Linked DNA regions of Zea mays: regions 2 and 3 are each linked to region 1. A link is a contact called in public Hi-C data. All regions are on one chromosome and are shown on one strand. The core of a region is the stretch at or near the end of the contact, and the rest is flanking DNA. Distances in the headings are between cores, read along the strand shown.

Region 1 (4,722 bases), core at 1,541-4,040:
CGCCTCGCGCGAACTGTCCGGTGATTTATAGTCGACGTAGCTAGGGAAAAACCCGAGAGCGACGAGTTGCGCAGACCGTGCACCGGACTGTTGTCACACCCGGATTTAAGGGACAGCCGAGTGCATCTCATATATGCGCTAAAGAAGACAACACATATAATAATGGAGTGTATAGAGATAAATGTCACAATATAATCAGGTACTTATTACATAGCGGAAGTCTTACAAAATAAAAGATAAATATAAATCGAACTAAAGTCCATCCTTGGCGCCATAAAGTCAACTGGGAGACGCCACCTAGATCAAGTCAAACTCCTCGTTGTGTGGCTCCTCTTGAACCACCTGTTCTTCTCCTGTGGTGGGGTGTGAGACAGCAAGGGTGAGCTCACACATGTTCATCGCTCAACAAGTTGTGGGGAATAATGTGCATGAACTCACCAAAGGTGGGAGTTCATGTGATGTGTAAGGCTGATTAATAATAGGGGTTAAATCTAAGCATTGCTTTTAATAAGTTGGTCAAAATTTTATTAGCAGTTTTACACTCTGCAGAGGTTGTACCCTGCACCCACAAGTCATGTTACACATCTACCACTGGGTTATACGAGCCCCATACACCTCTACCAAGGAAGCGAGGCAGGGTAACACTACGAGGCCTTTACAAAGTTCCACTAGCTTCCGAAAACCCGCTACAGTTTATGGGAAGAGCAATTGTAGGAATCCCTCGTCTGACTGCCATCGCAGCAAAATCAACCCGAGAACCTCCCTACATGCCTACTCCCCTACTGCATGGATGGTGAAACTGAAGTTAGGGTTTGGACTGAGAAATTGAGGGAAATGAAACAGGAATTCTTGAGCTCACCCAAGAATGGAGATGGAGATGAGGTTCTCCACCATCACATGAAGATACCGTGTTGGATACTCCTTTGTATTATTTTTCTTCCTTTCTTTCTTCTCTGGTCTTGTTTCTCCACTATAAGAGGAGAGCATGAGTGAGTGAGTGGGAGAGCTAAACCAACAAAATGGAGTTGTTCCCGTTTCATGCTGATAGGTGGGCCCAAGGTAAAGGGGAGAGAGACAACTCACCCATAGTGATTCTAATAAGTGTTCTTTTGGACAGTCTATTAGGACATTAGATAGTATTGACATAAATTGAATTTGGGATATTGAATTTGAATGGAAGAGGGTTGATGTTGGAACACTTACCACTTGTTTGAATTGAATAGGCAATGCTTGACCGAGCAAGCAATCCTGGCACTTAATTCCATCTACAGCGTAGGTAGGAACCTTGTGGGGGTTAAGAGAGTACTTCTTGGGCGATATATCAGAGGGTCCTATTGAACAACTATAGAGCTGACCATGGTTGACTCTGATTGACTTGGATTGATTGGAGAAGATTATGGGAGTTGAGAAATAAATTTAGGGTTCTTGTCCTATAGAGGATGAATAGAAGGCCCTTCGTTGAAGAGATAAAGTTGTCCATTGTCGGAGAAGAGTTAACCCAGAGTTATGACTCAGTGTCATGGTAGAAAAGTTCGGTGATTCAATCGTACGACGGGAAGGGCTTACACTAAAGTCCTACGGGAGATCGGTGAGTCTTAGAGAAACATTGCTAAAAAAGTTTAGTTTACAACTACAATTGGATTGTGATAAATATAATTTATAGCTAACTTAATATTATTAATTTTGTATCTTAAATATTAATATTTTTTATATAACATGAACTAAAAATCGTTAAAGGGGACAAGTGTAGTTTTGTATAGATCAGTAAGTACACGACACATGTGTCATCCTCCGTTCACGTTACCAGGGCGGTGTAGCCTTGTGACGCAGTTGCACACGCTGACAAAACCGGCGACATCACGTTCGAAAGCATGGTTAACAGCAAGCCCAGAAGAGGAAACGCGCACCGATCTCACTCTCACCCTGCCTCCAATGCAATAGCCGGCCTGGCAAGCTGGTTCGGTGAAAAGTGAAAACAAAGTCAATAGGACGTGCTACAGATTACTAATAGTACAGTCAACTCTCTCGACTGACCCGGAGTCCGTGGAAGGATGCCCGCCGTGGACACCCTCGAACTCGTTACCGGCTCCCCCACCGACATTGCGGCCCCATCAGTGATCTGTCCCCCACCAACCCTTCCACCACGCCGCGGCGGTATAATAACCCGGCTTCCTCCCCAATTCCGCCACTCCTCAGCTCAGGCGAGCAGCGGAGCCGAGCAGAGCCTCGAGATCCCGCCCACCATTTGCCCTCCGGCCGACGCGGAGCCGATCGCTTCACCGGCAGCGAGGACGATGGGTTCCGTCGCGGAGGACTCCACCGCGGCAGCGGCAGCAGCGGCGTCGGTAGTGTTCCGCTCCAAGCTACCCGACATCGAGATCCCGCGGAACCTCTCGCTGCAGGCCTACTGCTTCGAGCGGCTCCCCGAGGTGTCCTCCCGCCCCTGCCTCATCGACGGGCAGACGGGCGCCGTGCACACCTACGCCGAGGTGGACCGCCTGTCGCGCTCCGCGGCGGCGGCGCTGCGCGGGCTCGGGGTGGGCAGGGGCGACGTGGTGATGGCGCTGCTCCGCAACTGCCCCGAGTTCGCCTTGGTCTTCCTCGGCGCGGCGCGGCTGGGCGCCGCCACCACCACGGCCAACCCGTTCTACACCCCGCACGAGATCCACCGCCAGGCGGCCGCGGCGGGGGCCAGGGTGGTCGTCACCGAGGCCTGCGCCGTCGACAAGGTGCGCGGGTTCGCCGCCGAGCGCGGCGTGCCGGTGGTCGCCGTCGACGGCGCCTTCGACGGGTGCCTGGAGCTGCGGGCCCTGGTGGACGCCGCCGAGCCGCTCGCCGCCGACGAGGAGGTCGGCCCCGACGACGTCGTCGCGCTGCCCTACTCCTCCGGCACCACCGGGATGCCCAAGGGCGTCATGCTCACGCATCGCAGCCTCGTCACCAGCGTCGCGCAGCAGGTGAGAGCGGGCGGAGATCCTCGTCCCTCCTGCCGCCGCTGGCCTGCTCCCATTCCGTTTCGGTCCCGTTAGTTCTAGCGCGAGGAAATTTTTTTATTATTTATTTCAGTTTCCTGTGCCTCTTCGATTCGAAGTGGCGTGACGGCGCCCACGCTTTCCAGCTCGGGAGGATTTTTTCCCCTCTCCTACGCGCTTTTCAGTCGGCGCGAAATAGAACGATCATTTACCACCCCGTCATGAGCCGTTTAATGCGACAGCCTGTCTCGTGGCTAGCCTCCCGTGGGCCGCGGCTGTCAGTAGCAGTAACTCTAGGCAGGCAGGCAGGCAGCCAGAGGCCCAGAGCCAGCTGTTTGACAATCTCACGATCCGGCCCGAGATCCGTGCCGATGTACAGTACTCCGTACTAGTATTATGATTTTAATGGCGCGCTAGCGTTCAACTCGATTTGACTTGCGGGATGGATTTTTTCAGGTGGACGGCGAGAACCCGAACCTGTACTTCAGCAAGGATGACGTGGTGCTGTGCGTGCTGCCGCTGTTCCACATCTACTCGCTGAACTCGGTGCTCCTGGCGGGGCTGCGCGCCGGCTGCGCCATCGTGATCATGCGCAAGTTCGAGATCGGCGCGCTGGTGGAGCTGGTGCGCGCGCACGGCGTGACCGTGGCGCCCTTCGTGCCGCCCATCGTGGTGGAGATCGCCAAGAGCCCCCGCGTGGGCGCCGCCGACCTCGCCTCCATCCGCATGGTCATGTCCGGCGCCGCGCCCATGGGGAAGGACCTCCAGGACGCGTTCATGGCCAAGATCCCCAACGCCGTGCTCGGCCAGGTCTGTTCGCGCCCCCCACAATCCTCCACACCTCGTAACCACGCTTCACGAATCAACGAAATGCCGGTTTCGTGATTAAGTGCATGTGCATGTCCACAGTGGTAGCAGTACGAGTAGTATTATTATAATTGTACACTGTAGTAGCATAGTGAGCGCGCGAGGTAGTGAAAGGGATGAGATAGAGAGTTGGTGGGGGGTAGCATTAGCGTACGCCCGCGCTTTTGTCGTGTTTTTTTTATGGCTGCATGACCACTCGGGTTTGCTTGTGCCGCCTGCCAAGGCGACGTCTCAACCACAACGAACGCCTTTACGCCGGCGCTCTGTTTGTTCGCCCGCGCCTGATGGAGGCGCTAGTGTGGTGTGGTGAAAGGTCGGTGCGCACGGCAAGCCCATGATTCCGGTTGCCGTCTCGCTAAGAAAGCATTTCGTTCAACCACTTGTTCCGGTCTTTTCCTCCCAGACTCTGGGTGGGCGAGTCCCACCACGGATGCCGGTGCACCTACATCGTTGTACTTGTACAAGACCGAGACGATAGGTTTTGTCTGTTGAAACGGGAATGTGATGTTTACGAATAACCTCTGTTCGTTTCCACCAGGGGTACGGGATGACCGAGGCGGGGCCCGTGCTGGCCATGTGCCTGGCCTTCGCCAAGGAGCCGTTCGAGGTCAAGTCCGGCTCCTGTGGCACCGTCGTCAGGAACGCGGAGCTGAAGATCGTCGACCCAGACACCAGCGCGTCGCTGGGACGGAACCAGCCAGGCGAGATATGCATCCGCGGCGAACAAATCATGAAAGGTACCGTCCAAAGCTTTCACCACTTATGGCTAGCGTGGATAACCTTTTTTTTCTTCGAGTTATTATGCACACTAACGTCGAAGAGCGCACGTATATAAGCATCTTTAAAGATCGAGCAATACCGTTAAATTCTGAAATAAACGAAG
Region 2 (4,722 bases), core at 628-3,127, 330 kb after region 1:
ATCTCTCAATGAGTTTTGACAGTGCTCTAAGTGGCTTGCCAATCCTAGGACAACGTTCACGTGCTTCTTCCCAACGGGACTTTCCAAGAGGTGTTGGAGAGTCTACCAGCAAAGAATAGGATCAACATCGGACTGATATCAGTTTTGACATTCTTCATTGTGTTCAAGATGGTATGTGTCCGCGGACATGCTAGCCCTTGCAATATGTGATCCGAATATCTTTAAGCATCAAAAGTGGAGCTAATTATTTTTGCCCTATTTAACTACTTTTATGTTATTGTCATGATTTTTTAAAATGATTAGATTGAGTGAGTGAAGATTATATATATATATATATATATATATATATATATATATATATATATATATATATATATATGGCTAATATTAATTTTGTTCCCCTTTTTGGTTCTTCGGCTATCTTTTGTACTCTGACATAAATGTTTATTTGGTTGTTACATATACCTTTATTATGTGCATGTATGATTGTTGCTGGTTTGAATGGTCCCCTTATGTTGAAAATTTAGCTCTGTGGTATTTCCAAAACAAATAGAGTCCAATTAGAATATGAATGATATCAGAATCTATCTACTACCAATGGAAATATGCACTGTTAAGTGCACCTTGACACCTAACAGAAAATAGGGGAAGTGAGGGATGAAAAACAAATATTTATTTTGGAGATTAATTTTTTCGGTTTTTGTTATTACATATATGCAAATTTGTATTCTTGTATTTAGCATTGAGCTTGTAAAGATTTATAAAAGATAAACCACAAATTTGTCATATATCCTATCAAATGATAGATATAAAATTTGGATATAGATACAGATTTAGGTATTTTCACTTTTTTTGTTGTAGCAGGGAGCAAATAATGCATGAAACAATTTATACAAAATTTTATTCTTATTTGTAGCTTGGTAACATAGGAAAAGATAAGCATTAAATTTTATATATATCTATTTTATAAAATACTAAATTTGTCATAACAATTTAGACATGACAGAGGCCTATATTTTCTGGACAGACGCTGAGAACAAAACCCTTAACAAAAGCGCACGTACGCATCACATCTTGTTTTGTTTTCTTAAGCGACCGGAGGGTGGAGTCACTCCGAGCCTGCTGGATGTTATTCAAAAGGAAAAAAGAAAAGATGTGTGCATTACATCACCATGTTCGCCACCCAAGAAACCATAACCGAATGCAACTTGTGCATTAGAAGATTGGATCAGTAACTTTCTACGGATATATGATATCCCAACCTACGAATCATAGTCCGGTGCAGCCTCGCCCCGTTCTTATCTCCACTGGATCACTGGACTGGACTGTAAGCATCGCATACACGTATCGGCATATCGCGATCCAAATGCTTCTTCACAAAATGGTAGGTGCCTAAATAAATTTTAGTTAAAAATGAATAAAAATAAGGTCTAATCCTAATCTGATATAATCATTAAATCTTATATTGTAAAATTTAGAGCTCATTATCACCTCTAGTCATATCTCATTTCCCCCTTTTAAGGACTATTATATATGATCTCCTATGAGTTGGCTTAAATCATAGTATTGAAGTTGCCTTTGTTTGTTCGTGGTTCATCGAACTAGGAATGCAAGTGGGCAAGTGCCAAGGAACTGAGCCCATCCAGGTTCATGATCAACTGGTACTTTCCTTGCTCTCTCTCAGGGAAAAAAAACCACAGTCCGCCAGTCCATCCATAGACCATAGTCCAAAAGGCAAGGTGAGGTTGCACCTTGAGGTCGTTCTATCAATAATCAATCCATCCATAGAGGCAAGGTGAGGTTGCCAAGGGGGCAAGTGCGTGGTCACAAAAGTGAGACACCGGATGAGCTTGCTGTGTCCATTGCACTCTTCACCTGAAGTGCGAGCTGTGAACCTTGGTGACCTCCCAAGAGGCACCTCACCCCCTCAAGGCAGGGATCACATGTATTAAATTTCAAAAAAAAACTCTATTATTGGTGCCAACTGTGCTGAATTTTCTTCATCACGTAAACAAAGCACATTCTGAAAGCAAAATGTTCATGTGAGGGCTAGGACTCGGCAAGTTTAGAAATTTTCAAGCAAAAGACGCGAGAGAAGGCCAAATTCTTTTGGCCTATATGAAGTTGAGGTGTCTGAAACGAGAGATCTCATTCTCATCACTCATCAGGCTGCCTCTGTCAATGGGTCACCACTCATCCAAGCCCCCCCATCCTTGCAAGTTGTCGGTCCAGCCAGCCACATAGAGACATATAATCACATAGATAAGGCGAATTCCACGGTCCCATCCAATTGCTTGCTTCAGACTTCAGAGGCTAGAGGCAATAGTTCTCTCTCCCGGTCCCGGGGAAAGCCATGGAGGAAGAGCAGAGCCCAAGGCTGGGCCGGGATCCGGCGACCGAGCCCAGTCCTGCGCCGGAATGGCCGGATTCGGACAGCAAGAACGACGACAGTGCGAACGACCCGGAGGACCCTGCCGGCGGCAGCGGCAGCGGCAGCGGCAACGGCATCAGCTCCTTGGAGCAGCCGCTGCTCAAGCGGAGCACCACCCTGACGGCCAGCCACCTGGCCATCGTCGGCGCCAAGGTCTCCCACATCGAGAGCCTCGACTACGAGTGAGCATTCCATCTTAGCTTGTTACTACTAATACCTCCATGCTTGTCATCGTGGCTGATGATGAAGTGCGGCTGGCTCTGCTCTTGCGTCCCAAAATTGAATTGCTCTGTCTGTCTGTTCTGTTCTTGGCACGCAGGATCATCGAGAACGACCTGTTCAAGCACGACTGGCGGAGCCGCTCCAACGTCGAGGTGCTTCAGTACATCTTCCTCAAGTGGGCCATGGCGTTCCTCGTCGGCCTCCTCACCGGCGTCATCGCGTCCCTCATCAACCTCGCCATCGAGAACATCTCCGGCCTCAAGATGCTCCAGATGGTCAACCTCGTCCGCGGGAAGCGCTACTGGGCGGGCTTCCTCTACTTCGCCGGCGTCAACTTCGCGCTCACCTTCGTCGCCGCGGTGCTCTGCGTCGTCTTCGCCCCCACCGCCGCTGGCCCTGGCATCCCCGAGATCAAGGCTTATCTCAACGGCGTCGACACGCCCAACATGTTCGGCGCGCCGCAGCTCATCGTCAAGGTCAAGCCGCTTTTCTCTCTTTTTTTTTTTTGGTTGGGGCCTTGGGGCTTTTCTGAAAAAGAAAAGAAACGGTTCCGTTCCTTGTCTCGTGCTGTCTGTGTGCCTGCAGATCATCGGCAGCATCGGCGCCGTGTCGTCGGGGATGGATCTCGGCAAGGAGGGCCCGCTGGTGCACATCGGCGCGTGCCTGGCCAACCTGCTCAGCCAGGGCGGCGAGGGCCGGTGGCGCCTGCGCTGGCGGTGGCTGCGCTACTTCAACAACGACCGCGACCGCCGGGACCTGATCACGTGCGGCGCGTCGTCCGGGGTGTGCGCGGCGTTCCGCGCGCCCGTCGGCGGCGTGCTGTTCGCGCTGGAGGAGGTGGCGACGTGGTGGCGCAGCGCGCTGCTTTGGCGCACCTTCTTCAGCACGGCCACCGTCGTGGTGGTGCTGCGCGGCTTCATCGAGGTGTGCAGGGACGGGCGCTGCGGCATGTTCGGCGAGGGCGGGCTCATCCTCTTCGACGTCAGTGACGTCACCGTCCGCTACCACGTCGGCGACCTCCTCCCCGTCACGCTCGTCGGCGTCCTCGGCGGGGTCCTGGGGGCACTCTACAACCACGTCCTCCACCAGGTGCTCCGGCTGTACAACCTGATCAACGCCAAGGGCCGGCTGGCGAAGCTGGCGCTCGCCCTCGCGGTGTCCGTGTTCACGTCGGCGGGGCTGTACCTCCTGCCGTTCGCTGTGCCGTGCACGCCGTGCGACCCGGCGTTCGGCGACGCGTGCCCGACGGTGGGCAAGTCCGGCAACTTCAAGCAGTTCAACTGCCCCACCGGCTACTACAACGACCTGGCGTCGCTGCTCCACGCCACCAACGTGGACGCCACGCGCAACATCTTCTCCACGGGCACCGCCGGCGAATTCAGGCTCGACTCGCTGCTCATCTTCTTCGGCATCTACTGCGTGCTGGGGCTCTTCACCTTCGGCATCGCTGTGCCGTCGGGGCTCTTCCTGCCCATCATCCTCATGGGCTCCGCCTACGGCCGCATCCTGGCGCTCGTGCTCGCGCGCTTCGTGAGGATCGACCACGGCCTCTACGCCGTGCTCGGCGCCGCCGCGCTCATGTCGGGCTCCATGAGGATGACCGTCTCGCTGTGCGTCATCTTCCTCGAGCTCACCAACAACCTCCTCCTGCTCCCCATCACCATGTTCGTGCTGCTCATCGCCAAGACGGTGGGCGACGCTTTCAACCCCAGCATCTACGAGATCATCCTCGACCTCAAGGGCCTGCCGTTCCTTGAGCCCAAGCCGGAAACGTGGATGAAGGACCTCGCAGTCGGCGAGCTCGCGGCCGCCAAGCCGCGGGTCGTCACGCTGCAGGTGATCGAGAAGGTGTCCACCGTCGTGGAGGTGCTGAGGTCCACGCCGCACAACGGGTTCCCCGTGCTGGACTGGCCGCGGCCAGGCGTATCGGAGCTCCACGGGCTGGTGCTCCGGTCCCACCTGATGGCCGTGCTCAAGAAGCGGTGGTTCCTGACGGACAAGAGGAGGACGGAGGAATGGGAGGCCCGTGAGAGGTTCTCGTCGACGGAGCTCGCGGAGAAGTCCGGGAG
Region 3 (4,722 bases), core at 1,046-3,545, 320 kb before region 1:
ACAGTCTCAACCCTGGTTAGGGTTAGGGTTTCACTTCCAACACTTTTAGGCATCTCAGTATCAACATATCTAGAAATAAATTCAAAATAAAACATGAAGCATAATGCCAATTTCTTCTATATTGAGAGCATAATTACCATAGCGGCAAAGACCGAAACTATTGCAACCCCAGTTGCAAGGGTGTATTCCCCAGATGCCAATGGAAGAGTTGGCTTGTTAACCTAGAGCAGTACAAATATTAGCTCCTAGCAGTTATTAGTATGGTAGTAAAAGGTACTTAATGAAGATTAAAGTGAATTCAAAATACCTTGTCTATCTCAATGTCGAATAACTGGTTCAGTCCAACAATATAGATATTCATGAAAAGGGCAGCTACCACTGCCTACATAAGAGTACAAAGTAGTAGAATGAAACAATACATCTTTATAACAATGAAAGGATAGAGATGCTCAAAGTATCACTACCTCCAGCAAACCAGTGAGGAACAAAGGTGATATATCAGACAAGCTCTGGACAGCTAGAAGGGAAACTGAGACTATGCTTAATGCCTGATTACACCAGCAAAATCTCTAGATCAATAAAGAGAAAACAAAGGAAACAACACAAGGACATACTTACTGGACGATCATGTAAATGAAACAGTACATCAACGTGACTTAACTGTTCCTATGACAGTATGTGGCCGGGAAAATCTGTAAAATGCATCTAGAGAAGATGATATTGCCCTCCAGATGGTTGTAGAATCATGTGTTTCAGGTTCAGACTGCAGCTGTTGCCCCGAAGCATTAACAGAAGTATTTAATGACCGATGTGATATCCTACAATAGGAGGATTTCCATTCGAAGAATTTCTGATGGTGATGCAAGGTAGGACCTTGGGTCCTTTGGCTAGAAAAGCAAATTCGTCCTTCACCATTTCGTTGTATGGAACAACATGGTGGTAGAAAATGATCTGGAAATTCAAACATTTCAATACTAGGCCAAACACTAGAGAAAGTAACAGAATGAAATAATGTGTGACCAATAAGCTCGACATCTGCATTACTAATTACAGTCCCACAAACCATGCCCGCTGTGCCTTCTACTACTACAATATATGTGGGAGCCTGGAATTAGTCAAAGAAGAAATGAAAACTTGAAGTGTTTCCCCTACTACAGTCTACATGGGAGTCTGGGATTGGTCAAAGAAGAAAAGAAAACTTGAAGTGCTACCCCTACTACAGTCTTCATGTGAGTCTGGAATTAGTTAAAGAATAAAAGGAAACTTGAAGTGCTTCCCTACACATAAGCAGGTACAGTTGGGGCAACACTGCTTTTGATTATTTCAACAATTTTTTTTTGTTATTTTACAGTCAGTAAAGTTTTGAGCAGAACTAGTCAACAAGGTCACAAGTAAAACATTTCCTTGAAGCTAATTTGAAGAAAAAAAATAGCAAAAGGGAATTTCATGACTAATTTTAACCCTCGCTTGTACATGTAACCATCCTGATAAAGTTAGAATCAGCAGAAACCAAAATCCCTGCAAGGTTTTGACATCTTAATTCTCATCCCCAACCTCTAAAACGTGAAATTGGACTACACCACCATGGCCCGGGTTTGATGTCCCCGCAGGAACCCATCATTTTAAAGACTGAGCTATCTAACAAACTCCAGGTAAACAGTTTTCCTGTCCATGACAGCTTTGACATTAATATCAGCCACTCCTCTCTCTCAAAAAAAGACGACATTAATACAACTGCTCCTGCATCGTTTTCCCACTGATTCCAGGCGCTACAGCCAACCGGAGTACAGGACGGAACGAGCCCGGTTAGTGTTCGATTAGAAAAGAGCAAAGGAATACTCGCGCATCACAAGCATCGCGGTCTTTGTGGCTACTAGAGTACACGATTAATCCGTCGAACTAAAATATCCAGCTCAATAGAACTAAAGCCTGCAGGCCAGGTTCTGTCGCGGTGAGCGGCGAGGGGAAGGAGTTCACTGACCTCGCGGGCGGGCCGCGCCGGGCCGCACGGGGAGGAGGGACGGCCGTAGGCGAAGCGCGTCCATCCCTTGGCCGGGGGGGAAGCGGGCCGCGACGAGCCGACGAGTGAGCAAGTGGAGTGGAGGGGCAGGGGCGGCGGGCGGGCGCGGGGTCAGTGGTGGACGCACACGCACGCAGGCACGCGGCAGCAAGCAGGTGGCGCTCGTCGCGCTGCGCGGCGGTTGCCAAGTCAGAAGAGTCCGGCCGGCGGCCCCGTGCCTTTCACGCACCGCACGGCACGGCAATGTGTGCACATAAGTGGAAGTGATGAGTGAAGTGGTTGCACGGGTCGTGTACTCGTGTCGTGTCGTTGCACGGGTCTTCCGGCCCCGGTCGCAGCGAGTGCATCCGCAAGGCGTCGCTGTCCGTGGACCGTGGATCGCGATCGCGCGATGTGACTGTGCCTGCGAGTGATTGGGCAGTTCCGTTCACATGGAAATGACACCGTTCACCGGATCACAAGTTCAAAACACAGGGCAGTTCATCCTCGTATTCAGACTATACTTTGTCAACATTATAGTATAAAATGCAAAACAATATTTTAATTAACCATACAGATAAAACAACTTTAAACTATCTTTAGCCGTTTACTCATTCACACTCATATATTTAAACTTCATTTTGTAAACAGTGCAAAGTAGTGTCTTTATGTAACCATATGTGTAAACCGTTGATCAAAGTCTTATTTGTGAGCACGTCCATATGAAACGTCTGTTGGAGATAGCCTGAGTGATCGCATAACCATGATATACCGTATTCCATTTGTTGTAAATCAAGGTATGTCCTGTTTAAAACCATTAGAACTAATAGTTAGTCAATTAATAAGTTATTAGATAGATTGAGCTACCTAATTAATTAATTGTTAGCTATGATGTACCTAACAATTGAAGGTGTTTGAAACCTATACCACTAATTTTAGTATCTAACCGTTGACTCTAGAGGACGGAGTCTAAAGGTAATATGTTAAAACTTTTCTAGATATATTGTTTTTGTTAGATACGTATAAAGGTTAAAAGTTTCTAAAATCCGAGGAAGTACGAAGTATTGTGTGGGCGATCTTTCCCGCGAATCTGTAAGAAGTAGGAAGTAGGAAGTACGAAGTGTTGGCAGGGACAGAGGAGGCGTTGTAGTTGTGTCATGCTAATCGGAATCTGGAAGTGTTGGCAGGGACAGAGGATTCAGGACCACTGGCACAACACGCACATGTGCGTCCTGCACTGAGCGAGCCTGGTTTTGTTCACATGGGACTGAACGCCAGTTACGACTTCATCTGACGTGGCTTCAGATTAAAATTAGTTATTTAGATTGCTGCAGCTATAATTAATAAAAACAAATATAATATAAAAACAATAAAAATCCGTACGAATTAAAACCGAGCGAAGATGTTGCATGGTTCTTTTAGACACTCCCGCTTACTGAAATTCTGCAGATTTCTGCCTGGCTCAGGACCTTCACCTTGGCAATGGCAGGACGACGACTAGGACAAGTCGGCATGGCATCGGAAAAGGTCGTGGTCGAGAAGGGTTTCCCTACCATACAAGGGCACCACACAGCCATCATCTTCAGCTCCGTGTAGCGTTCTGTTCACCGAGAACGATCGACCACCTACCTACGCTACGCATTCAGCAGTAAGTACAGTGTAGCATACAGTAAACCAGGGCACCTGGACAAAGAGAAAGTGGCTAAACTGCACCAGGATAACATAAACAGCTACATTTGGCCGGATGCGATGCTTTGGAGTTATCTGCCGAGTTCACGACGACTTCGATCGTTGCAGGCGCTTTGTCTACTCGTACTCGTCTATCTCCTCCTATCCTAGCGCCGTACACTGGTACTGTATTTTGCTTTGTTTTGATGGTACTTTTACGGGTGTTCATTCACCAAGCCCCGTGCCGTTTCCTGCTGCTAAACTCCTGTAGCCTCCTCAAGCCTTCAACGCCGTGCCACGCTGCCAGAGATACTGACTACTGAAGCGGGCGGGCGAGATGTATGCGTGCACGGCAGCAGGCCGAAAGCGACGAGGCCATTGGCTCCAGCTAGGCATCCCACGTGCCGGTGCCGTCGCACATCATCCCAGGATATTTTCATCTCCGGCCGCCGAGGAACGACAGCAGCAGCCAGCTGCCAGCCTAGCCGGAATGGACTGATGAGTGATGAGAGACTATTTCCACATCATACACCTGTTGAAGAACGAGACTATTTCCACATCATACAGCACCATCTGCAAGGCGCAAAATTACCGCCGTCTCTGACGACCGCGGGCTCTTCAAGATTACTAGTAATCTTTGCCTATCAAAACTCGAGATTTGATACAATGGTATTATATCTATCAAACAGGATTATATGGAGCTGATTTGGTACAATGATGTCAATACATCCTACAAAAAAAAACAGTACATGAGCTGCGTAGTGGCAACCTTTTTTTCCCTCGGACTCCCTTCTCTGAAACATTAACGCACACGGAAAAACTTCGCCGTTTGCTTCCAGGTTCTCCAAATGTTTCGATAAGTTAACCTTGGCGGCGTTAAGATGGCTTGCACTGTACAGAAGTCACAGGAAACTGGAAAAGGCGCCGGAATCCAAGCCAAACGGAGCTCAAGCCTACGAAGCAGGGGTGCCCGGGTCATCTGAGCTAGGTCCGTTCCTAGTTTACAAGTAGACCATGAAAGGTCACCATGCCCTGTTCTGTTCCTATATATATAT

Evidence for each region. A called contact is a pair of places that touch in the nucleus more often than the background predicts.
Region 2: a Hi-C map of endosperm shows a contact between it and region 1, with 4 times the contacts expected there. The contact joins the promoter of LOC100502532 here to the promoter of LOC100382272 in region 1. A contact is called at or near these places in 2 of 25 Hi-C or Micro-C datasets (endosperm and leaf).
Region 3: a contact with region 1 is called in a Hi-C map of ear, with 4 times the contacts expected there. The contact joins the promoter of LOC732789 here to the promoter of LOC100382272 in region 1. A contact is called at or near these places in 6 of 25 Hi-C or Micro-C datasets (bundle sheath, ear, endosperm and 3 more).

Annotation. Positions count from the first base shown.
Region 1 is chr9:112,210,551-112,215,272 of Zm-B73-REFERENCE-NAM-5.0, forward strand. It overlaps LOC100382272, which reads left to right and starts at 2,791. Exons shown (of 6, transcript NM_001175023.1): 1 at 2,791-2,957; 2 at 3,429-3,782; 3 at 4,378-4,576. The coding sequence starts at 2,901.
Region 2 is chr9:112,542,371-112,547,092 of Zm-B73-REFERENCE-NAM-5.0, forward strand. It overlaps LOC100502532 (chloride channel protein), which reads left to right and starts at 1,878. Exons shown (of 4, transcript NM_001398833.1): 1 at 1,878-2,613; 2 at 2,751-3,129; 3 at 3,239-4,722. The coding sequence starts at 2,354.
Region 3 is chr9:111,889,143-111,893,864 of Zm-B73-REFERENCE-NAM-5.0, forward strand. It overlaps LOC732789 (homogentisate phytyltransferase VTE2-1), which reads right to left and starts at 2,296. Exons shown (of 12, transcript NM_001112407.2): 1 at 1,982-2,296; 2 at 662-951; 3 at 465-548; 4 at 308-382; 5 at 138-221. The coding sequence starts at 2,045. LOC100275605 reads right to left here. Exons shown (of 10, transcript NM_001149655.2): 10 at 4,256-4,663. The coding sequence ends at 4,621.